Linked DNA regions of Drosophila melanogaster: region 1 is linked to region 2. A link is a contact called in public Hi-C data. All regions are on one chromosome and are shown on one strand. Each heading gives the region's core, a stretch centred on a gene start, on an enhancer-like site or on the middle of the called end of the contact. The rest is flanking DNA. Distances are from core to core; before and after follow the strand shown.

Evidence for each region. A called contact is a pair of places that touch in the nucleus more often than the background predicts.
Region 1: a contact with region 2 is called in a Hi-C map of the Kc167 cell line, with 3 times the contacts expected there. The contact joins the promoter of dsh here to the promoter of schlank in region 2. A contact is called at or near these places in 2 of 107 Hi-C or Micro-C datasets (the Kc167 cell line and the S2 cell line).

What each region holds. Positions count from the first base shown.
Region 1 is chrX:11,352,681-11,358,967 of dm6, forward strand. dsh (dishevelled) reads left to right here and starts at 3,201. Exons shown (of 1, transcript NM_078563.3): 1 at 3,201-6,044. The coding sequence starts at 3,674. The coding sequence ends at 5,545. It overlaps CG1737, which reads left to right. Exons shown (of 3, transcript NM_001298189.1): 3 at 1-2,859. The coding sequence ends at 1,855.
Region 2 is chrX:6,263,245-6,270,348 of dm6, forward strand. It overlaps schlank (schlank,), which reads right to left and starts at 3,984. Exons shown (of 7, transcript NM_167063.3): 1 at 3,760-3,984; 2 at 3,163-3,473. The coding sequence starts at 3,347. Spt6 (Spt6,) reads left to right here and starts at 4,553. Exons shown (of 6, transcript NM_143705.3): 1 at 4,553-4,701; 2 at 4,863-4,947; 3 at 5,523-5,728; 4 at 5,881-6,000; 5 at 6,070-6,221; 6 at 6,287-7,104. The coding sequence starts at 4,663.

The sequences.
Region 1 (6,287 bases), core at 1,951-4,450, 5.1 Mb after region 2:
CACGAATATGGCCAAAAGCAATGCCAGCATGACAGACGGATCGAGCACGGGCAAGGGCACTGCGTCCGCCGCGGCCAAACGCAAAATGGACACTAGCGAAAGCGAGAGTCCTGTGCCACGCAAGCGCATAATCATTTCGGGCGGCTCCCAGCAGCGCAGCGGACCGCCTGTGGTGAATGGTGCCAACAGCAAGATGAGCGCGCAGAGAGCGATCACGGCGCGACCGAAGGTGGGCCAGGCGGGCAGTGCGTCAGCCAGGATGCTGCCACAGCGACGCGGCAGCAGTAACAAGATAAACTCATTGTCGAACTCCAATTCGAATTCGATTAGATCCACGCCCGCAACGCGCTCAACTGGCGGTGGTGGTGGCGGCGGCAAGGGTGACGCTAGCAATGATGGGAAAAACGATTCCGAATCGGAGGATATGCCCACATTCACCATTGTAAACATCGATGACATTATCAATCAGGACGATGTGCTCATTTCCAGATCACACACTGCTATGGCCGCTTCCGCAGCTGGCGGTAATTCAATCAAAAAGGTCGCTTTGGGCAGGCCCCGTACCAAGAATATCGGAACCGGCAATTCGGTTGCCGGCGATAAGAAATCCATCACTGTTAACAGCACGCAGAAATCCCTGTCCGCTGCTGTTAACCACAACAATACGACGGCGGGGAATCCAGCCAAGCGCATCAAGATCTTGGCCAGCAACAGTAGTGTCAATACCAAAATGGGACCAGTGCATATCCAGAGTCAACTGCCGAAGCCCCGGCCCAGGATACTCAACGCGGAAATGGGCAAGAAGACGCAGTCGATGAAACCGCTGATGAGCATGGGCAAGGAGCTCTGTCCCACGGACGTCGACACCGAAGAGGACGATCCGGATCCAGATCTCGATTTTGATATCGATAATATACCGGTATCTATTGTTACCCGTAAGAATGCCAATGTCAATGCCAATGCCAAGTCCAAGCAGGTGACGACAACGACGTCGGTGGCGGCGTCGGCGGCGATGACGTCCGCTCCAGCAGCGGTAGCGGTTAACAAGTTGAACAACAATCGGCGCAATGTGCTGTCCACGACAGCGTCGTCGGTGAATGCGCTGATTGCGGACCGGAGGCTGAGCAATCTGCTGGCCGATAACGATGTCCAGCCGGTGTTCAAGAAGCCGAGCCTGGTTCCGCAGCGTCGCAGCAAGGAGAACCAGCAGGAGCAGCAGCGCGACAAGGAGCTGACAACGCTGCGCGAAATATTGCCCACCGGCGGTGGCATCGACGATGCCAACAGTCCCAAATATTTTCCGCCCGAGACCACAACGTTTCACGAGGAGGATGGTCGTGTGGTAAAGAAGATCACCTGCTATGAGACGTGGCATGTGGTTAGCACGGCCAAGGATATGTTGTCGAAGATGGCGCGCCAGCAGCGCACCTGCCTGGAGCTGGCGCTGGTCAAGCTGGCCAATGTGGCGTCACGGATAAAGGTGCCATCGGGCAAATGGACCAGCAAGGTGACGCTGTACAAGGTCTCGCCGTCGATGATGCCCCGCCAGACAATGACCATCTTTACGGGCGATCTCAAGGCGTACAACATACCCGAGGAGGACCGTCACAAGTATCAGCCGTCGTGCGTGCTCTTCCGGCGCGTTGTCGTTGACAAGAACACGTGCCGCGTGCCCTACGATCGGGCCGTCATCTTCAAGAACAAATGCTTCTATGCGAACATCGATGGCAAGCATGTGAATCTGTTGGGTGCCCCCGAGACGGTTGCCACCATCAAGGATGTGGAGATCCTGCTGGATATCGTCGATCGCCTCTCGATCAGCAGCAACATTGTCGAGCTGGTCAACGCTAAGTGAGCGTGGAGGCCTGGTCCATGGTGGCCACAGGAAGAGCACGTATCACATTGTAAAAAATAATTCACACACAGCACTCCCCTCCCCATCCCCATCCCCCTCCCCCATACACATACACAAACAAACAAAGCGGACACTCGATAATTCGTTTTATGCTGTAGTTGTAATAAAACAGATACAAGTTTTTTTTTGTAAAACCATTAACTTAGTTGTAATAGCTAGTGTAGCGTAAATTTATATATATTTATATGTATATATATATATGTATGTATATAAATATATATTAATATATATACACGTATATATAATTATATATTTATATATATGAATATATATATATATATATTTATATAAATTTTTATATATATATATCTCGTATATTATAAACAGCGGACGGACATACATAAATACAAACGGCAGATGTATCTATGTAATATAAACTAAACTAAAGAAAACAATTAATTGTAAAATGCTCGCCCAACTCTCGAAGGGATTGCGAAGTTCCGGGCGGTCGAGGTATATCAATAATGATTTTTATTTTAAATGCGTTGGAATACATAGCCCCCCTCCGCCTTCCCCGCGAGTCCCGCCCCCTTCGAAATCCTTTTTTTTTAAATTGCTATTATCGTAGTCGATTCAATAATATAAAACCGGGCGTACATGTGCCTACGCCCGCGTGGAGGACTAGCCAGTAAGTTAGTCGAGTGTATATCTAAGTGATCCCAATTCAAAGCATACAAATAAAAGAGAAAACTGATTTAAATAACGAGCGCCATTGCGTGATAAATGGCGGGCGGGGTTATCTGGAAATCGGGCAGCTATAAATAAACTGCGGCCAACGCTAGAGATTTTCGTGTGAAAAGCGAAAGAAGATAAGGAACGCAGGCTTCAAGTGGATGGATGGATGAGTTTCCTTGGTCAAGTTTCCATGACAAGGATAAAGACTCTACTTTTAAACAGGACACTCTTCAACTATGCTACATCATTATATGGTAAATTAATACAATTAAGAGTTCAATATAGCTGTAGTTTTAGATTCTACATGTTTTATGTAATAGAAATTGCTATTTTGTTAAATTATAATAAATTTATTGTTTTGAATAAGTATTCAAATTAAACGATATTTATCGATAACTTTGGTATTTAATTTTAAAAGTGTTTGAACTACATTCAAATTGTAAAGCAAATATCGTTAGAGAGAGCATTTCCAATAGAAACTAAATACATTGCAGTTTTTAGTAGTTTTCCATACGCTTTTTCAGAATATTCGTTTGAGAAAATGTTAAGAATGTTCGAATTCGAAAGGGTCTGGCATCGCCGGCAGTGTGACCAACTGCCCGGCGCTTTGGCATTCCGTGCGTGACGAGCGGCTAACACACTGTTTTTTTTTAGTCTCAAAATTCTAACAAATTTATTGATAAACTAGCAATATGCTCGTTTCGCCCTGCCCCCGCTGCGTGCACCGACATTAAAGCGCACCAAATCGTGCTAATGGAGCAATATCAACGCCGTGCAAATCGACGAATTAACAGCCGCCGCTTCCATTGAATCGAAATACCCAGCCCAAAAAAAAGAGAAAGAAAAAGTAAAAGAAACGCGTGCGAGAGCGAGAGGGCTAGAGCGACCAGGGGGAGAAAAGCAAAATCGAGTGAATTTTGTTTGTTGTATCGGCTTTTCCCTGGCTTAATCCCGTTTTCCCTGTGATTTTTCCCCACCAACTTCCCACGCCACCTCCCCACCGCATCCATCGCATTTCGTTTTGATCGCGTTTTATCGCGTCGAGGAGTTTTCCCGTGGATTTCCGCAGTCGGCGCAGCTAAAATGGACGCGGACAGGGGCGGCGGGCAGGAGACGAAGGTGATATACCACATCGACGATGAGACGACGCCGTATCTGGTGAAGATCCCCATTCCATCCGCCCAGGTGACGCTGCGCGATTTCAAGCTGGTGCTGAACAAGCAGAACAACAACTACAAGTACTTCTTCAAGTCAATGGACGCCGATTTCGGTGTGGTCAAAGAGGAAATAGCCGACGACTCCACCATACTGCCCTGCTTCAATGGGCGAGTGGTGTCCTGGCTGGTCTCCGCCGATGGTACCAATCAGTCAGATAACTGCTCCGAGCTGCCAACCAGTGAGTGTGAATTGGGCATGGGTCTGACCAACAGGAAGCTACAGCAGCAACAGCAGCAGCATCAGCAGCAGCAACAACAACAGCAGCAGCAGCACCAGCAACAGCAACAACAACAGCAGCAGCAGGTGCAGCCTGTCCAGCTGGCGCAGCAGCAACAGCAGCAGGTGCTCCATCACCAGAAGATGATGGGCAATCCGCTGCTGCAGCCGCCACCGCTCACATATCAATCGGCATCCGTGCTCTCCAGCGATCTGGACTCGACCAGTCTCTTTGGCACCGAATCCGAATTGACGCTGGACCGCGACATGACCGACTATAGCAGCGTTCAGCGATTGCAGGTGCGCAAGAAGCCGCAGAGGCGCAAAAAACGGGCGCCCAGCATGTCGCGCACCTCCTCGTACAGCTCCATAACCGACTCGACCATGTCCCTAAATATCATTACCGTCTCCATCAACATGGAGGCGGTCAACTTTCTGGGCATATCCATTGTCGGGCAATCGAATCGCGGCGGCGACGGCGGCATCTACGTGGGCAGCATCATGAAAGGCGGCGCAGTGGCACTCGATGGACGCATCGAACCGGGCGACATGATCCTCCAAGTGAACGATGTCAACTTCGAGAACATGACCAACGACGAGGCGGTACGTGTGCTGAGAGAAGTCGTTCAGAAGCCGGGACCCATCAAGCTGGTGGTGGCCAAGTGCTGGGACCCAAATCCCAAGGGCTACTTCACCATTCCGCGCACGGAGCCGGTGCGACCCATCGATCCCGGTGCTTGGGTGGCGCACACTCAGGCCCTCACATCGCACGACAGTATTATTGCCGACATTGCGGAGCCGATTAAGGAGCGTCTGGACCAGAATAACCTCGAGGAGATCGTTAAGGCGATGACGAAGCCGGACAGCGGCCTGGAGATCAGGGATCGCATGTGGCTAAAGATAACGATTCCCAATGCATTTATCGGCGCCGATGCGGTCAATTGGGTGCTGGAGAATGTGGAGGATGTTCAGGATAGGCGGGAGGCGCGAAGGATCGTCTCGGCGATGCTGCGCAGCAATTACATCAAGCATACGGTCAATAAGTTGACCTTCTCGGAGCAGTGCTACTACGTGGTGAACGAGGAGCGCAATCCCAATCTGTTGGGCCGAGGACATCTGCATCCGCACCAGCTGCCGCACGGGCATGGCGGCCATGCGCTTAGCCATGCGGACACCGAGAGCATCACCAGCGACATCGGGCCGCTACCGAACCCGCCCATTTATATGCCATATTCGGCCACGTACAATCCAAGTCACGGCTATCAGCCGATCCAGTACGGCATCGCCGAGCGACACATCTCGTCGGGATCGAGTAGCAGCGATGTGCTGACCAGCAAGGATATCTCGGCGTCGCAGAGCGACATCACCTCGGTGATCCATCAGGCCAACCAGCTGACCATCGCCGCTCATGGCTCTAACAAATCATCCGGCTCCTCCAATCGGGGCGGCGGCGGAGGCGGTGGCGGTGGCGGCAACAATACCAACGATCAGGACGTATCCGTATTTAATTACGTATTGTAGAAACCTTTCTTTTTGCAATCAAATTGTGTTTTTAATTAATTAAATTAAATATGTACGATTATTCTTTTTTATATACGAGTATACAAAGCAAGCAAACAGCAAACCACAATATAATAATTATAATTATAATAATAATAATAATAATAATTATAATAATAATAATAATACTTATGTATATGTATGGTATGTGTAAGTCATAGAAAAGAACGCTAAACACCCAGCCGCAACGAGTCAAGGATCAGCGAGGGCTCGTGAGGCAGCAGGAGGATCAGCACAGGGATATCCGTGTCCGGCAGCAATCGGTTGTGGACCCGATCAGATCAGATCAACTGAGATATATGATATATGATATATATATATATATATATATATATATATATATGGATGATGCGGAGCGGAGCGGAGGAGCAGGAACGGCAGCATGACGGGCGAGAATGATTTTGAATAAAGTTCTAAGAATTTAGTAATCACAAAGTAAATAAATACAAATAAAATGAATAATCGATGGCTTTTCCATATGCATGAGATTGGTTTCTTTAACGCATTTTAGCTGTTTTCAAGTGCAAATCAAATTGCCAAGAAGACTTTTAAAATATTCCTAAAACATATTAGCGTTTGTTCGTAATTTGAGGAATATACATTAAAAAGGAAGTCTAATTTTTGTTAGTTCTTATTTCTTTGTACAGATTAACAATATTTAAACACATACTTTCCATCCTAAAAAGTAAAAGTCTCAACAAGA
Region 2 (7,104 bases), core at 2,734-5,233:
TTTTTTTTTTTTTTGACTAACCATTGGGCAATCGGCACGATAAGCAATTCGAGTGACCGGCATAGAGTGTGGAAAACTTTGGGAAACGGGTTTAGGGATCGGATCGGTTTTGGTTGGGATTGCTGTTCCCTGGTAGCACTATTGCCAATCCAAAGTTAAGAGGTTGCAGAAAGAAGAAGAGCAATGGTGGAGCAGCTGGCATTTGCCCATTGGCCGGCGTTTTAGTGTGTATATTTGAATATATGTATGTATGTACAATATATGCATGTATACACATTTCCCCGATTGCTGTTTGCATGTGAGCCATTAAAATAATTAACCTGAAATTTTATCGCACTAGAGCGCTGAGCTCCGAGGGTCGCCTCTTGGCGATTACGTATCACAAAAGCTTCAACATAAATGCGGACAAATAGTACGAACATGCCCCACGCACAGCTGCGTCCAGCAAACTAGCCCACTTGAGAGCTCTATCTGAAAAATAGGTTTGGAGCAGCCAGGTGGGATGATTTCAACGATGATTAGCTTTATGGGGATTTGGCTGGCTATAAGATTATAATACCATTATAAATATTAGTCGTAAGACAGCAGAGTTCCGAAAACTGAATTATGGTTACGATTTATCATCCACAGATACAACTATCTTATCTGCATTTGTATAAAAACGATAAATAGCCCAGTTTATTCAAGTTTCAATTCAAAATGATGGACAAGCAAGCTGACGAGCCGTATTCACTTGGCGCCGACTGTGCGTATTGTTTTAGCAAGTGTCTCTCACTTGTTCCTCCCCCTCCCAGCATAAACATAAACATAAACATAAACCCCAATCCAGTCCGCACCACATTCCAAGGCGTGCTTTAGTATGTGGCAGAGTGGTGGTGGGTGGATTGGATGGTGGCCATTGGGGAAGCGCCGCCAATCGGGCCATAAAGTGCGCACATATTTGGAAAAACTTTTCGAGTCAATGACTCACTTGGCGGGCCAAGTGAGTTTTGGCCAGGCCCGCCAATGAAAAACGGTTGACGAATCACGGACTAAGATAGCATACATACTCTTAAAAAAAAAAGCACACGATGTGGGCGAAGTGACTATACGTTTAGTTACTTATCCTAATTTGAAGCAAACACATATTAATCTCCTCCAAAGCACATTCAATGAGCAATTTGTACAAATCCACGTCTTGGTTGCTTGCTGGCCAAATGAACATAAAGAAATCGCGTTCTAAGCTTGCAAAATGGCCAGCTAAGCCCTTTTGCACTCTTTTGACCCAAATAAATGTTAATGACACACCTGTAACCATCCACGCAGACCCCCTCCCCCCTATCGACCACGCCCCTGCTGTACCCACACACGCCCAACAAATGGGGAAAATGGAAACAGTCATTCGAGAGTTCGTCGTAAAACAATCGAGGCACTGAGCACCATTGTTATCAGGTTTTATACGTAAATCTTGGCGCAAATCTTATCGGAGTGGCGTGGAGTGGTGCTAGTGGTGCTGTCCAAGGTGGCTCCACACTATGCCCACTATGGATGGCACTTTGGGAGAGCCACCAATCGATTCGGCTGCGATTGCGACTTTTGCCATTCAATAAATCTTAATGGGAGAGCAGCAGGCAAAACCCCAATTCGACCTTGAAGACCAATTCTCGTTTAAGAAGCAGAGAAATACAAAAAAAAAAAAAAGAAAAGAAAAAAAATAACCAAAGTGGTCCGCCATGAAACAGATTTGGTTTTTGTCTCAATTTCATTTTCAAACGTGAATGCAAAAAAGTCGACGAAAAAGAGCTGAAAATGGAATGAAAACAAGAGTCACAGTTCGAATTCTATAAGATGAACCCACAGCTTAGGTCAGGTTAAAATATTTTGGAATTTGGATTAGATAACTGGCGATATTAGCGAGGCTCAACAGCACTGTCACTGTCACTGTCCTGCAGGGCAGATGATGATGATGATAATGATGCTCAGAATTTGGACTCCAGTCCGCTGGACTTGCTGCTGGCAATTTATGTCAAATTAAGGGCAGCCAAAAACATTGCAAAATATGAGAATTACAACTCCGCCACATGCAAATGCCAGTGCACGCGAACCGCACACACGAACTTTGCCGCTCGTTCGAATATTCACAGCCATATATTTACGTATGTATGTATGTATGTATGCATAGTTGAAGCCAAATGCGACGCGCTGGTTAATTGGCCTGAAAAGCGACCAAAATGCCAGCGGCTCACAGTGGGTCAAACAGGCGTGGAAATTTGGCATTTCAAAACATTTTCGCACTTTAATTGCAATAAAATATTTGTGAATATGGATTTTCCTGTACGAAACTTAGTTATCTCGCACTGTGCAAATGCAGCAGTGGTTTTCCTTGAAGTCGTTAAAAAGTCTGAACAAACATGGTTTTCATATCGTTGACTTTCTTATTATTGACAAGTCAATAAATATCCGTTTTTTGGCTTGGATATATTTATGAAAAATACTTCCTACAATTGGCCAATTGATTAACTATGTATTTGCCCCACTGTGCCAGTTTTGATCCCAATTTCTCAGCGGGCCATACAATCATAAAAAAAAACCGCATGGAGCTGACTATAAACAAATATATATGTATGTGCATATATATATGTATGTATGTTTCCCCTTTGACTAAACAATTAGTAGGAACTTGAAGATGGAGTGGGGCTAATATTTTGTGGGAAATTCGTTGCCGGCTGGCTGGAAACTGCAGCCGGCGTCGCTTGGAAAGGGAAAACTTCGAGTTGCAGCAACAAAAAACGCGTGTATGCCGCACAAACCGCACACAAGCAAACAAGCGCTGTTTCACACACACACACATATATATATATATTTACACGGACGCTTGCAGAATGTTGGGCGTTTCCACGTGAGGTTATGTTTGTCGATAAAAAAAAAATGAAATGAAATGGAGAAAAGAAGGAATTATGAATAAAGTTTACTGTACATGGTGCAACAAACGTGGGGCGGTGGGCTTACTCAATGGTAAGGAGAGCGAGAAAGAGCGGGAGAGAGCGAGGGAAAGCCGTATGAATGGGGTTAGAGAAAGAGGCGGAATGGAATCATGTTGCCGGGAATGGCGAGAATGGAAAGGGAGTCAGTCAGTTGGTTGGGAAGAGTGCGGAGGGGGGAAAATGGACGTGGAAAACTTACCGCTCCAGCGTGTAGCGGACCAGCATGACAACAGCGGCGAATGGAATGGGCCATATGAGGTCCTTGTAGTTGGCGTGCACCACATCTGGACGCGAGCCGGGCGCAATGTCCGCCCAGGTTGTGTTCGGCGGCAGCCAAATGTGCGTACTCCAGAATACATTGCTGAACTCATTCAATATGTCCATGTTGCTGCTTCAGTTGCCGCTTCTTAATTTCTCAATTGTTTGTTTTCTTTTTCTTGGTTTTCCTTTGCTTAGCTTTCCAGTTTTTCCTTGGCGTTTGTTGTCACATATGTATATGCTTTGCTTTTTCTAAATATTCGCAATTGTATGAGCCTGTGTTATTGTGCCTTGCGAACAACAGCAACAATAACAGCAAGAACAACAATAAGCGACAACAACAGCAACAAGAACAACAACAGGAGCACCGGACACTAATGCACACTCACAGCGTAGCACAAACACACACTGGCAAAAAAACAAAAACCGCCGAATCGAATTGTTGTTGTCTTGTCTCGTTAACTTGCGCTTATGGCTTTTCTAATTCTACTTCTATTTCTATTTGGATTTCGATTTAATTCGTTTTTGGAAATGCTACCTTTGCCGTTTGTTTGGGAGCGTAAATGAAGTGAAGTTCCCTGACAATCTGTTCTCGACCAAAGCAATAGACTTTCTGAATTTCGGCTCGGTGTCGAGTCGGCCGCCGCTCGTTTCGTCCACTTAAACTTTCAGGATGAACGAAAAAAAATACTAATAGTATTTCCTCGTCGAGCAACAACAATACAGTGTGCCCAGAGACGGCGGAGCAGTAAATGTAACTGCAGCGCGACAAGTGTGCCCGTGTACGGGAAGACAAGGAAAGCCAGCAAAAATAAGGCTTTAGAAGCTACACAAAATACCAAATGCACTAATAATTTTAAAGAACTTTTAATTCACAAGTTTGCGAATTTTGTTTATTGCTTATTATTATTATTGTTCATTACGTTTACCACTAGTTTTTGAGAGAAATTATTATGCGCTACAATTAGTGTTGGTTTTTCGGTAAGAACTCATAAAAGTCAACTATGTAAAGGAAGTATGCCATGGACTATAATGGAAATTAGCAAACTTCATCGTTGAGACCAAAGGGCATATGTGTGTTCCCATATAGGGGAATTTTCCCGCTTATCAATACAAGTATGTGTGCAAAATTCTTGTCCAATTGTTGTCAGCACATGAAAACGGATAACTAACCATAGGTTATAGGAAGGATCCACTGTAGTTCTGCAATGCAAACCAGGGCTGGCAGCGAGAACACTGCTGTAAGCTAACAGCAAACTGTACTGTAAACAGTAGAAAACTGTTCGTGGTATTTAGTATTTAGCTAGTATTTTAATACCAACTTTTGTGCAATGCGATGAGAAATAAAGAAGAAGAGAAGAGGAAGAAACGCTCACAAACTCTTCGTTTCTCTGCATTAATACGCACTTTATTATTAAGTTAAGCTTTATTCCATTATATTATGGCCGAATTTCTGGACTCCGAGGCCGAGGAATCGGAGGTAGGTGTCTGCGGAACCCCAAAAACACTATTTCTAGAAGCGCGTACCGTTCGTGCGTCGTTATGTGTGCGGTGTGCGTTGCGCCTTGCGTGTGTGTACATACATATGTGCCTACATATATATTGAATTAACCAAATGGCTTTTCTTCGTTTTTCCCGCAGGAGGAGGAAGAATTGGACGTCAACGAGCGCAAGAGACTCAAGAAACTGAAGGCGGCCGTCTCCGATAGTAGCGAAGAAGAAGAAGGTGAGTTTTTCCACTGGAGCCGCTGAAGGCGCGTACAAATACATACATACATACATACGTATGTGGCGATCTCTGGCGGGTTTTTCACCCCTCTCACCATCCATCGATCGGAACAGTCCATATCCGGGATAAAGGCACCTATAACTGGCCAATGCCACACGCTTGCAACTTCTTTTGTTTACAACTTTGAGGTTAGGTCTTGTGTTTTTACCGTGCTACCGTGGCCATCAAATATCAGCATCAGCAGTAGCAATAGCAGCAGCAACAACAACAAACAGCTGCGCTCGTTCCAGTAAATAAAACAAGTGCGGCGAATTGGAAGAACGCGGCGTATTCCAAGAAATTGCAAATCAAAGCAGGGAGGGAGAATTAGTTCAATAGATGGAGCTGGAATAATCAATGGTTAGGGCTTATCTATATCGAAATCTAGGTAATTTATCAAATGTAGGTCTTTCTCAAAACCGGGTGAATTACTTAAATTTAAGCTTTAAAAACAGTTTTCAGTTGCATATGTATATCTGCGGCTACAATGAAGGTAAAAGGTAAACCGATATTCTTATTGCCCTATTCCGTAGACGACGAGGAACGGCTGCGCGAAGAGCTCAAAGATCTGATCGACGACAATCCCATCGAGGAGGACGATGGCAGTGGTTACGATTCCGATGGCGTCGGCAGCGGCAAGAAGCGCAAAAAGCACGAGGACGACGATCTGGACGATCGACTGGAGGACGACGACTACGATCTTATCGAGGAGAATCTGGGCGTCAAAGTCGAGAGACGGGTAGGTGTTCCCTTCAGGGAAGAACTATGTACTTTTTAAACTCCAATTGTGGCTCCAATTTCGAAGCTTAACTAACAAAGAATAACATAGCTGAGGGATTGGGGCTTCTATCTCCTCAAATATATTGTTTGAAATTATGTTTTCCCTTGTAGAAGCGGTTCAAGCGTCTGCGTCGCATCCACGACAACGAAAGCGATGGCGAGGAGCAGCACGTGGACGAGGGTCTGGTGCGTGAGCAGATTGCCGAGCAGTTGTTCGACGAGAACGATGAGGTATGCCACTAGTAATCCCTGACCACCAATTAATGCACAGTGTCCAACTGATTGCCCCTGATCCTACAGAGCATTGGTCATCGCAGCGAGCGCAGTCACAGGGAGGCGGACGACTACGACGACGTGGATACGGAGTCGGACGCAGATGACTTCATTGTGGACGATAATGGGCGTCCCATAGCCGAGAAGAAGAAGAAACGGCGCCCCATCTTTACAGACGCGTAAGTATACAAACTATAATAAAGTTTAGATATCAATAGATACGATTAATATAATCCAACCACAGATCACTTCAAGAGGGTCAGGACATCTTTGGCGTAGACTTCGACTATGACGACTTCTCAAAGTACGAGGAAGACGACTACGAAGATGACTCGGAAGGAGATGAGTACGATGAGGATCTGGGCGTCGGCGATGATACGCGCGTCAAGAAGAAGAAAGCGCTCAAAAAGAAGGTGGTCAAGAAGACAATCTTCGACATATACGAGCCCAGCGAGCTCAAGCGTGGTCATTTCACCGATATGGACAACGAGATTCGCAAGACAGACATCCCAGAAAGAATGCAGCTGCGAGAGGTGCCCGTAACCCCGGTGCCCGAGGGATCAGACGAGCTGGACCTCGAGGCTGAATGGATCTACAAATATGCCTTCTGCAAGCACACTGTTTCGGAACAGGAAAAGCCGGAGAGCCGCGAGAAAATGCGCAAACCACCGACAACCGTTAACAAGATTAAGCAGACGCTAGAATTTATACGCAACCAGCAGTTGGAGGTGCCCTTTATAGCCTTCTATCGCAAGGAGTATGTGAAGCCAGAGCTTAATATCGACGATCTCTGGAAGGTTTACTACTACGATGGGATCTGGTGTCAGCTAAACGAGCGAAAGCGCAAGCTAAAGGTGCTTTTCGAAAAGATGCGTCAGTTCCAGCTGGACACGCTATGCGCCGACACAGATCAACCCGTACCGGATGATGTTCGCCTCATCCTGGACAGCGATTTCGAGCGCCTCGCCGACGTACAGTCGATGGAGGAGCTAAAGGACGTGCACATGTACTTTCTGCTGAACTATTCGCATGAGCTGCCCCGCATGCAGGCGGAGCAGCGAC